2 separate regions of the Danio rerio genome follow, and region 2 is linked to region 1. The links are chromatin contacts, called in public Micro-C maps. All regions are on one chromosome and are shown on one strand. The core of a region is the stretch at or near the end of the contact, and the rest is flanking DNA. Distances in the headings are between cores, read along the strand shown.

Region 1 (6,182 bases), core at 338-2,837:
TGCTAATCCATAATAAAAACATACTACAAACATACCAACAACATACCAATCCATACCAACAACATGCTAATCCATTATAAAAACTTACTACAAACATACAACATGCTAATCCATAATAAAAACATACTACAAACATACTAACAACATGCTAATCCATAATAGTAACATGCTACAAACATACTAACAACACATCAATCCATACTAACAATATACTAGAAACATACTACAAACATACTAACAACACATCAATCCATACTAACAACTTACTAGAAACTTACTACAAACATACTAACAACACACCAGTCCATATTAACAATATACTAATCTATACTACAAACATACTAACAACATACTAATCCATACTAACAATATACTAGAAACATACTAACAACATACCAATCCATACTAACAATATACTACAAACATACTAACAACACACCAATCCATACTAACAATATACTACAAACATACTAACAACATACCAATCCATACTAACAATATACTACAAACATACTAACAACACACCAATCCATACTAACAATATACTACAAACATACTAACAACATACCAGTCCATACTAACAATATACTACAAACATACTAACAACATACCAATCCATACTAACAATATACTACAAACATACTAACAATATACTACAAACATACTAACAACATACCAATCCATACTAACAATATACTACAAACATACTAACAATATACTACAAACATACTAACAACATACCAATCCATACTAACAATATACTATAAACATACTACAAACATACTAACAACACGCCAATCCATATTAACAATATACTAATCTAAACTAGAAACATACTAACAACATACCAATATAATAACAATATACTACAAACATACTAACAACATACCAATCCATACTAACAATATACTACAAACATACTAACAACATACCAATCCATACTAACAATATACTAATCCATACTAGAAACATACCAATCTATACTACCAGCATACTAATCCATACAACTAACATACTAACAACATACCAATCTATACAAACAATATACTAGAAACATACGAACAACATACCAATCCATACTAACAATATACTAATCCATACTAACAATGTACTAAACCTTACTAACACACACACTAACAATATACCAGTCCATACTAGAAACATCCTAACCCCTATCAACCTCCCAGCAAGAAACATGTTAAAATACATGTAGTTATCTCTCTATGCCAACTGTTTCACACTTCTTGAAAACTACTTCAATGATTTCAACTTTAAAACTAACTCAAACGTTCAGGCTAGGCTTTCTTAAGCCACCATAAGGTTTGTCTACCAACTTTACCATTCATATTAAACACTGATATTGTATATAAGTAGGCCCACATTTCCAACTCTTTTTTACAATTCATCAAAGGGGGGTTTATGTTCAGTAAATCTAAATTTATGTGTGTGAAACTTTCCAACAAATAACTTGTATTTATATGCTCGTTGATAATAATGTCGGTCAATCACGGTGTGTTCAATCCGCGACTGTGCGCTAGAGGGCGCTGTGTGTCGTTCATAAACGTGTGTGCGTGTGTTTGTTGGATCACTGTTGACATTCTGGCCTGCCAAACGATATGAGGTCGCACTAAGCAGTTTGAAGCCTATAATTTCCCTCTACTGTAATGTCATTGGGGGTTTATTATATTCCCGGACATCTTCCAATGTAATGGTAAGTCGCAGATTCTTCCTGCAGGTCTGATTTTTAATCTAGCAGTCGGTGCGTTTGGATGATACTTTACTGCTATGTCGGATTGTGGTCGTTTCCTCCTCCTTTTGTGCATGACATTGCTAATAGTGATATGTTTATGATGTTTTTGCCGTGTATTCGTTGTGTAATGTGCTGTAGATTGAACGCAGGTCGTTTATAGTTACGCTAGAGTACATCCGTTGTGTTTACAGTTAGCTAGCGTTGCTAACATACAATCACAAGCCAGTGTTGATTAGCAAGATTATAACTCATTTCTGGGAGGTTTTAGTTAAAGTTAAGTTAAATTAAAGCATATAAGTCACGAATTGTGTGTATTTTTGCAAGTTTTTTGTAGCTGAGTTTAATTTGTTTGCATTCCGATGCCTGTAACGTTACGTGATGCTGCAGAATAATAGTAATTATAAAAGTTTTGACCTCAGTTGAGAGTTTTAGGCATTAAGATGATTTTTAAAACTATAAAATAGCCGTAATTTTATTTAATTCGTGTTATTAAAGGGTTTGGTAGCTATGACAAACTGTACTTTCTGCAAAAGTCACAACTGATCAAAAACTACATCAACGTAATGCATTTGAGGATATATACAACAGTAGTAAATATAAACAACAATAGATCGCATTAAAAATGATTTTGGCCCTCCTCCCATCAAAACACAAATATTTTTAATCCTTAAAAGTATTTTTTTTTACTTGTACTTACAGTGTAGTTTAAAAATATCATAGATATTATAATTTACTAGAACTTCTATGATGAGCTGCTTTGATAAAATCTACATTGTAAAAGCGCTTGAGAAATACACATGAATTGAATGAGATTAAGTAAATAGTATTTGATAGTGGTGTAACGGATCACTTTATTTTTTTAGCTTGTTTTTGTAGTTTTTTCATTGCTAGATCATCATCATTTGTGAAGAATTATTCAGTGACATATTTTTGATGGCTGATTGTCGCCACCTACTGGTTGAATAACGTAATTGCTGCCTACAACTTTAATATTTGAGCGTCAAGTTAAGTGCATATGATGGTGATTTTAATCTTTACCACAAACATCAGTGGCATTATCGAAACTATAAACTCTTATCCCAGTACTGCTGTGTTATTTGACTGTAAACTGAACGTCTTCACTCTTTCTTGATTTTTGCGTTTTCAGATTTGAATGCAGAGATTAGAAGGATTGATAAATATATGCAAATCACCATCATTTATAATTTATGTTGTGTGGGTGTTGAGATCCCGATCTTTTAATGACTAATTGTGCAGCTTACACTGAATGCATTAATGCAGGCTAAACAAGTAGTGACAGAAAACACCTTTAATAACCTAAGAAACCCACCACATCCCGAATAACCCACCACAACTTCTTCTGTCATCATTAAGTTTTTACAGGAAAGTCCAATAGAGGTAAAGTTGGTTTTATATTCACACATTCGTTCATTTAGAAGTGTCCATATTGTTTACCATGTTATTTTGAATATTCAATCTGAATTAGCATGCAAGTGTGACTTGAAAACAACATTAACACTGTTTATTTGACTTTTAACAATGTTGTACTTTGGTAGTCATTGGCTGCTAATATCATTTCGCTATTTAGAGTTTGCAAATAATACTTTTATGAAATTATATTATTAAGAGGAAAGTTTGAATGTGCGAATATAAAACCAACTTTACCTCTATGAAAGCCTAAATGTTTTCATGCATGTGATTTGAATGACACGAGAGGCGATCTCTCTGCAATCGTTATAAATTTAGGATTCATCTATAAGTAAAAGCAAAAATAAAAAAGTATTAATCCGCGTGTCACGAGTGTTCAGTGAACCGTGGGTTGTGATCCGCATGAATCACGGATCAACCGTAATGCATTACACTCCTAGTATTTATCACCGTTTTTTTTTTTATATCCGAGTCTTAATATTACTGTTTTTGATTAGCGAAAATAGAGTGGAAAGACATCAGAACCCTGATCTCCCTTGAGATTGTTTAGTTTATTAGTTTTGAGTTATTTTAGAAACTTAAGTCTGTGCTAAACATAACTTGAAAACAGTTTTACTAAACGATGTAAATTAGACACCCGTATCAAAAACATGAATTCTGAAAAAGTTGTTTGATAAAACGTTTCTGATGAGTAACTCGATAAAAATGTTCGGGGTGAAAGTCTGTGCAGTTTATTTTTTGTACAACACATAAAAACACAGTTAAAAGTTCTATATGTAAGTTTTTGACTTCTCTAAAGCATAAAAACAGCTTAATATGTTTGCAGATATTTCAGAAACATGCTCAGTGAATGTTCTTTATCTAAAAAACAATGCTGAAGTCAGATTTTCTGCTTTAAAAATGTGCGTTATGTGCTGGAACATCTGTTTTGTTTTGGTAATTTTAACCCGCCCAATGCTGTTTTAATTGTTGCCACCTATTGGCTGAACTTTGTAATTGCTGCAGCCTTCATATAGAGCAGGGGTGGCCAATAGAGATGGCTGACGTGGAACTGATGTTTCGACACAGTGTCGAGATCCCGAAGCGCAAGTGTTTCGAAACACTGCACCGAAGCATGATCCGAAGCACCAAAGTCACGTGACTAAAGTGTTTCGAAACACCTAGTCACGTGACTAAAGCGATTCAAAGCATCGTTCAGCATAGAAACGTTTCGAGACCTGGCGAATCCTAATTTGAATGCCAAGGTATCCAAGTTACCTCTGTCTCATATGGCTTAGAGGACTGTAGGTTTGCTAATTGAATCTTTGCTTAGCATGATGTTTTGGGTTCGAATCCCGACTTGTACAAATACTCTGAAATCATGGTTTTATGTATTTTAATCATGTTTCTGTTTTGTGTAGCCTAAATAGGATACAGCTACAGTTACGCCATCAATTTAGCATCATTTTTGTAACACTGTAAAACAATAATAAATATTTTTACAGTATGGTTGGGTTTAGGGTTAGGGTAGACATTAATAAAATACAATAAATTGGAAATTTAATGAATAATATAAATAATTCTTGATAACTTCAGGCCACCGTTTTTGATCTAGCAACAACCCTGTTTTAAGACAAAAACAAGACATATTTATTCACAAATTGTTTATTCGGATATCAGACCAATGTTGAAACAAAACGATACAAGAGCAAAGCATTACCAACTGGTAATAAAGCATTTCAAAACAACTGCAACAAACTGGCTTCGAATCCTACTAACCCTGCATGGAAGTCTGACACCTTAACCACTGTACTATGTCACTTGAAGGAATTCATGTACAAAGTTGGGTTTAATCCCTCAATATGTTCAATCGTTCTTTGCTGAAACTGTTTCAGTGCAATACATAAAAAATTACCACTAGGTGTCACTGTAGAGTGGGGTTTCGAAACGTTTCGAAGCTTCGACACATTTGCTTCGACTGTTTCAGTGTTTCACGAAGCCTCGCTTTGCCCACCACTAGTGGCCAACCCTGTTCCTGGAGAGCCACCTTCCTGCAGATTACAGTTGCAACCCATATCAAACACACCTGCCTGTAATTACCACGTGGTGTTCAGGTCCTATTTAATTGGTTCAGGTGTGTTTGATATGGGTAGCAACTGAAATCTGCAGGAAGGTGGCTCTCCAGGAACAGGGTTGGCCTCCCTGATATAGAGCAACAAGTTGCAATTGTTACAAATTTAGGATCTATCTACAAGTTAAAAAAAATGTGCTATTAATCCTTTTGTGCTTGGTCCATGGGTCGTGATTTGCAGTCGGTTGCGTCCATACTGAAAACTATACCCATTCTATGTAGAAAATCCCACCAATCAGAGAGCCAAAATAGATACTAGCTCCACCTACTCCCACGAAGCACCGCAGATAATGTAATCAAGTTGAAATACTAACACTTGTATATGGGGATTTCAGCGCAAACTTGAAGTGTATTTATTATTGTAGGTTTAAAATTAATTTCTTATTGTAACTATAATTAGCATTATTCTTTTTTTTTTTTGACATTCCCAATGCTTCATGGGATTGTAGTTTTTCCCCCTCGTTATTGCTGTAAAGCACACAGTTTTACATTTTTACAAATGATTTAAATTGTAATGCTCAGCGATTGTGATGTTGTGATACTCCTCCTAGCTCATTTGTGTGTTTTTTCATGGCTTATAGCAAATGAGATGCTTTTCAAATCTCTTTTGGGAAAAAATTAAACTTTAATTTCTAGAACTTGCTGCTGTAAAAGCTGTTCAGTGCTAATGATCTGCGTTTATGAGAGACTACAATTTTTATGCATATTTTTGCTGAAAACTATATTAGTTCAGCCACTATTGATCCTCAAATTGACAAGGGTAAAGGTATATCTGCTTGTCATGAACCTGTTAACACTGTAACTGGACGACTATTAGACCAAACACATGTTTTGCAGTCAATCGATGACTCTTAGCAGCATATTCAGATGAAGAAAGACAAATTATATACAGTT
Region 2 (6,738 bases), core at 3,740-6,239, 66 kb after region 1:
ACCTTCAATGGATATTTCTGGAATGTGATGAAGGTGATTTAAGATCATCATCCTAAAAAGGAGCTTCGGTAAGACGACGGTGGGAAATATTCAGCCAAACCCTTAAACTAGAAGTATTAATCATAACAAACAATGGTTTTATGTTAAACGCCACACAGATCAAGTCTGAACGTGCAGTTTTACCTCCCAAGATTTTTTTGTCACTTGCTCTGCATAGCTTTGTTTGTTCTGGCTGTGTTTCTCCCATGGTTTACCCTGAGGTCAAACCAAATAAAACTAAAAGCAGCTCAACACTGATGAGGATTCAGGAGCTGGTGTTATTTCCAGCAAGATTTTGGAGCAGTTGTTTGGCGACAAACAGAGTCTGAAGTTTAACTTCTCTCCTAGCCAAGAATGAGTTCAAGGCATTATGCAGGAAACTCAGAGGCACAATTGGCTCTCTGCAAACCAGCATGACTAACAGTGTCAGGCCTCAACAGAAGTAGTCTTACAGGTTTAGGATGACGTAGCAGTAATGAGCTGGGACTAGCAGGGAAACGCCTTACATCCACAATTTGGTTTATCTAAACCTCAGAACCTTTAATCTTTGGGAATTACTGCTAATAAGGAAGTTGGTAAACAACAACTTCTCCAATCTCACTGCATAGCGGGAACCCAAATGTATGCACGCGTAGTCGATAGCTATGCAAGTTAACTTTAAAATGTAAATAATGTTTACGCAACAGTAAAGTTTTAGTAAAGCCCAGGCAAGAATTTTAGGAATTTTCTTTGTGGAAAAAAAAAACATTAATCCTGTAGCCCACCATTGCATTGTTTGTTAATACTAAATGCACACATTTTTAAAAAAGGATAAATTTAACGTATTAGTTTATGCAGACAATCAATATCTTGCTAAATTTGCCAGCAAAATGTCAGAATAAGTGAGCAATTTTGTCGTTTATAAGAATACAACAATAGCATTGTGCAACAAGAACCGCACCTCAGAAAGCATGAGACTTTAAATGCTCAATTAGTCAATGGCTGCCAAACCAGAATTCTTTAAAAATATCTTGCATATAGAAAAAAAAAAGGGCTTAAAGCCAAAAGAGTAAATTACTTAATTGGATTTTTTTAGTTAACTAACCTTTAACATCATCATCTAAACTTATTTCCATGATCACAGGAACCATACAATGTGCACACACAAAAAAAGCCTAATATATGCACATGCCTGTTTTTGCATACTGCATATTACAAAAAACAAAGTAAAATCAGCCGTGGCTGCAGCAGGTGCAATATTACAGAGCAGGACCAGCAGACACACCCTGTGCAAGCAGGTGGTCATGTTGGAAGTTACCTGACTAGGGACTATTGTCAGACGCTTTATAATATGGTGTCTGCTGCAGCCATGGTAGGGTCAGCAAAGTTCTTTGATTTATGCTGGAATGAAGGTGATGCTTTGTATGAATCCAAAAGGCTCTGAAGAAAATAATAAATAAATATATATTGCAGTGCAAGAGCTATGATTTGCCACCTTGTATTTGACAATTGTGGGCGGGGCAACACGGGTGCCACCAGTGGTTAAATCTAGAGTCCACTGAGGAGCTCCGGACATACTTTGATTGTTTATTTTATGATCAAAGTTGTTGAACATTTGCCAGTTCCTGCCTTTTTGCTTTCTTGAATGTGTGAGAGTTTCAACTTCTGTTACAGTTGCATGCATTTTTGGTGTACACTCAAAACACCGCTGAAGAAACTCAAAATAATGAACACTGAAACTTTTCTGAAAATTTATAGCAGAGAAACATGTTCATAAATAGCTCAAATGGGCTACATGCAGAGGATATTCTATGGATGCAGTGATCACTTGAAGTCAAAGTATAAATTGGGCTTGAAGCTGAATTTGGTAAACTAAAGAAATCTACTTAATGAATTTAACATTTAAAGTTGGTCTTAAATTGAGCCTATCAGTTATATTTTTAGTTGCAACTAACATTCTGTACCATTGTACTTAAGCTAATTTAATTTGTTTAAAACATTGGTTTACTCTAGAAATGCATACAATAAAAATTGTCAAATGTAGCGCAAATAGCTCAAAAAATGCCATTTTATTAAATTTTAAAAGGTTGATATTAAAGGTAGGGTCAAACGATACTGGAATTCGGTACCAAGGGATAATAAAAACATCCATTTCCTGCAAACATCCGAGCACAATCATAAACAGCACCTATTTGCTGTTGTGTTCACATGCTCAACAGTGTCCCTGTATCTGTGGTTACACCCAGTTAACAGTGCAGAGTTTGAACTTATGACCTTCTGGCCAATCACAGTAATTTCTGTTGAGAAGGCGAACACAATGGCAAATCAGCGCTGTTAAAGAACGTGCTCAGTAGCGCTCAAATGCTAGCGGGAAATGGGACATTTTTAAAATGTCAGTATTGACTGGTACCAAATTCCAGTATTGTGCAACCCTAATACAAAAAAAGTGTAACGTTTCAAGCAGACCGCCTGTTCATCAGCTAGTTTGGCTTTTCAAATTTAATAAATTAGCACTGGTGTTGCCGACTTTAAATATAGATTTTGGCATTCATTTTTGGCTGAGCACCTATTTAAAGTGATGTGCATGCTCTTGTGCATTTTCGTAGCCAAGTTAATTATGATATTGTATAAAAGCTTCAGCAATTCGATCAAGAAGAACATTTGACAGTCATCAGCCTAATCTTACTAATTTTCCACCCAGTATGATTTAGGAGAGTGGAGTTTGTATTTTGATAAATGCAAGAAAACACACAAAACCAAAGCAACGGTGATATCTAGAATTTATTTTTCTCTTAGATAAACTATCTCTTTACCCGTTATAGGTATGGGACGGTAAGGTATAACTCGGTTTGGAAAAAGCCAAGGTTTTAAAGCCACCAAATATTCTGCTATACTGTTCCTAAGGTATTTGTACCTTAAAAGTTTTTTTTTTTTTAGTACAACAGTACCTCCAGCAGAAAAGATTTCCAAAGATGCCGTTTTGTAAGATAAAGAAATCGGTATTTTAAAAACTAAAGATGACATCAGAAGTTGCTGATTCATTTGAATAATTTAGCCTGACATGTTTACTGCACTAAAACATTATAAAGGTTTCTCAAAATAAAATATTTTCTGTTCAAAGGGGGAAAGGAAACTGTGATATTTTTTAATCAAGGTTATCACACCGTCAGAATCTTATACAAGCCCATCTCTAACGGTTACCAAATCTGATGTTTACATAATTCACCAACCCCACAAGCAAAACAGCTATTAAGAGCTGCCTATTAAATAGGAGCAATTAAAAAAAAAAATTTACAAGGTTAGACATTTTTAAATAGTAATTTTCCCCATTGAGGGAGTTGGTTTTATTTATATATATTTATATATATATATATATATATATATATTTATATATATATATATATATATATATATATATATATATATATATATATATATATATATATATATATATATATATATATATATATATATATATATACACACAAATTTTTATTTTTCCCCCACATTCAGTGACAAGCTACTAATATTGTTTACCATGCTACTTTGAATATTCTGTCTGAAAACCACAGGCAAGTATGACTCTAAAACAACATCAGTCCTATTTATTTGACTGAAAAATGTTGTGCTTTGAAAGTCTTTGGCTGCTAATATGATTTCACCATTTAATATTTGCAAAGATTTTTTTCTAACTAAATTATTAAGGAGAAAGTCCGAAATTGTGAATATATAAACTTAACTTCACCTAAAGTAAAACTCAAACAGGGTAAATATTAAGGCGAACAAAAGAAAATTGAAGAAAATAGGAATTTTGTAGCCACTGATTTAAAGTATTTTCCTCTACTATGGCCATCGATGAAATCACATTTTTCAAACATCTTGAGGACAATTCAGGAAGGTTTGAAAAAACGTGAGGGCGCGTAAATTGATTTTTTTATTGCAGAGCTTCCCCTTTAACACCCATTTATGGAGCGCCATCTTGGACAACAGGAAGAGAGCTGGAGCGGCATGTTTTCCGTATTCTAGAATGATCTTACGCACATTCCGCGGGTGAATGACGCGCACGTTCCCGCGTACAAGTGCATGTGCGTAAACTGGTGATTTTCAGATATGACCGGTTGATAAAAATCGGCATTTTACAACAATTCATCCGTTTATTTTTGACTGAAAACACATTTCCTTTCAAACATTGTAAAATATTTAACGTCTCCAAGACGTTCAACGCTTGATATTCAAGCGCATGAATCTGTAATCGACTACAAAGAGCTAACCTTGACGATCTGGCATAGTACATAACATAAAGAAAAGAATATTCAGATTGAAATCATAATAATGACTTAATGTAGTGTAGTCAGCAATATGTATGCCGAGGGCCTGGTTTTTTAATAAAGAGGCTGACAGGTTGATCGAAACGCTGGACGTGTGCCTATAACCTAAAAAGCTGATTACGAATACTGCTTATAAGAGCAGTAGCATCATTTTAGCGCGTTTATAACCAATATTCCCGCGCTATGAAATAACATGCGGTTTAAAATTTTTAATTAAACGACATTTTTCTTTTTGTCCGTTGGTTTCAAACAGACACCAGTACTGAGGCGCATTATAGTCCGCGCCTATGCGCTGTCTACTTAGGCAGCTTACTAGTTACTGAAACACATCCACAGGCTAAACACACCTAAAACACAAGGAGTGAATTAAAAACACTTAATTACCGTGATGTTTGCGAATGTTCCCCCTTCCTGCGCTCCCCAAACGTATTTAGCCTCCGCGGTGCACCCAACAATGGCGGCGTCCTGGCACGATCCGTCCGACATCAGGTTTTCCACGTAGCTTGCCCACGACATGTTTGCCTTCTTCTCAAACGCACACCGGTTGACTTGCAACTTAAAGACGACGATGCGGACAGCCTGGTGCCGTTTCGGTTTAAGCTCGCAGGATATCTGAACGTCCCACACGCCCCCCTTCTCTAATGTGAGTTTGAGCGGTAAAGAAAGAGTCCCGGTTGCTCCACAGGGTGTAGTCCCTCAAATATCCCTCCGCGCACGCGTGCTCAGGCTGCGGCCCATTAGCACAAAGCGAGCGCGCGGATTAATACGCCCTCTGATTGGATGGATAATGCTGGGGTGTTCACCAGGCAGGTTATTCATCAGAAAGTTAGCTAAATATGTAGAACAGCTGGACACGGTGTATATATGTTTTAATTCTAGAGACTACTAATTAAAACGACACACTTATAGCGATATGTTATTGTTATTCACATCATTTAGAGTATTTAAAACAATTCTAGTTTGGTCACATGCTTAAAAACTAAGAGCTTTTAACGCCTTTATCAAGAAACGGCCTCCATTTTGTTCACTGTGGACTGTAAACAAACCCATGGATTTGCGTATCGACCTTTTCATCCCCAGTTAGTTAATTTCCTCCAGATAAAATAAATATGTAAACTACAAAACTTAGCTAATTCGGCCCTCGATTTATTTTAGTTTCTACACTTAAAGTCAGTCACATTTTGTTGTGGAATTAGGAAATGTTTGCTATTGCAACAAAGCCAGAGATAAAGTGGTCAGGTGAAGAGTTGACATGGACAAACTGCTTCATAAACAACTCACTAACTTTATATCAAATATGATAGTGAACAGTTGAAATATCAAACAATGAAAGAGAATAAAACGTGATAAATTTGTAATTTTATTTGACAACAACGCCAAGTTTTGCACTGTTAATTAGCCTCTGACGAACTCTTGTGGACAAATTGTGTAACAACAAATTTTGACTATCTATCTATCTATCTATCTATCTATCTATCTATCTATCTATCTATCTATCTATCTATCTATCTATCTATCTATTTATCTATCTATCTGTTTGGGCATGAATCTATAATTCTACAGAAACATCATTTGGTATAGCAAAATGTTTGAAAATGGCTTTCTTTTACTAACATTTAAACTTAGACCACATTATTCAATTTTCATCAAACACTAATATCAGAAAAAGAATAGTGAAACGTGAAAAAATTGTAATTTTATGACAACAACGAGGTTTGCACTAGCCTCTGACGGACTCTTGTGGACAAATTGTGTAACAACAAATTTTGACTATCTATCTATCTATCTATCTATCTATCTATCTATCTATCTATCTATCTATCTATCTATCTATCTATCTATCTATCTATCTATCTATCTGTCTGTCTGTCTGTCTGTCTGTCTGTCTGTCTGTCTGTCTGTCTGTCTGTCTGTCTGTCTGTCTGTCCATTAATCTACAGTGCTCAGCATATAGCCTAACATAATAATAATATAACAAAATAACTTATGATAACGTTACAGAAACTAGTACACCCAAATATGTATGTTAGGGGAAAATCTTAAATTAAAAAAAAAAAAAAGGAAAAAAAGGAAAAATCAAAAAAAGCAAAGAAGAGATAAAATTTAGTTGAAATTTTGTAGTTTGTATTTTTTTTTTTTTGCAATATTTTTGCATGAAATGTATAGTATCTCTGCATCATTTGTTCCATCCATCCATCAACCCATTTGAAGACTTAAAATATGCAGTAGCCTTGAAAGAAACATTCATTCATTTTGTTTTCAGCTTAGTCCCTTTATTAATCCGGGGTCGCCACATTGGGATGAACCGCCAACTTATCCAGCATATTTTTATGCAGCAGATGCCCTTCCAGCCGCAACCCATCTCTGGAAAACATTCACACACACACACACA

What was found. A called contact is a pair of places that touch in the nucleus more often than the background predicts.
Region 2: a Micro-C map of caudal fin shows a contact between it and region 1, with 8 times the contacts expected there. The contact joins the promoter of pfn2b here to the promoter of rnf13 in region 1. A contact is called at or near these places in 1 of 18 Hi-C or Micro-C datasets (caudal fin) and 2 of 4 datasets of contacts at active chromatin or transcription factors (caudal fin and gastrula embryo).

Annotation. Positions count from the first base shown.
Region 1 is chr22:37,143,351-37,149,532 of GRCz12tu, forward strand. It overlaps rnf13 (ring finger protein 13), which reads left to right and starts at 1,588. Exons shown (of 10, transcript NM_201044.1): 1 at 1,588-1,711.
Region 2 is chr22:37,205,796-37,212,533 of GRCz12tu, forward strand. pfn2b (profilin 2b) reads right to left here and starts at 4,990. Exons shown (of 3, transcript NM_201336.1): 1 at 4,731-4,990. The coding sequence starts at 4,862.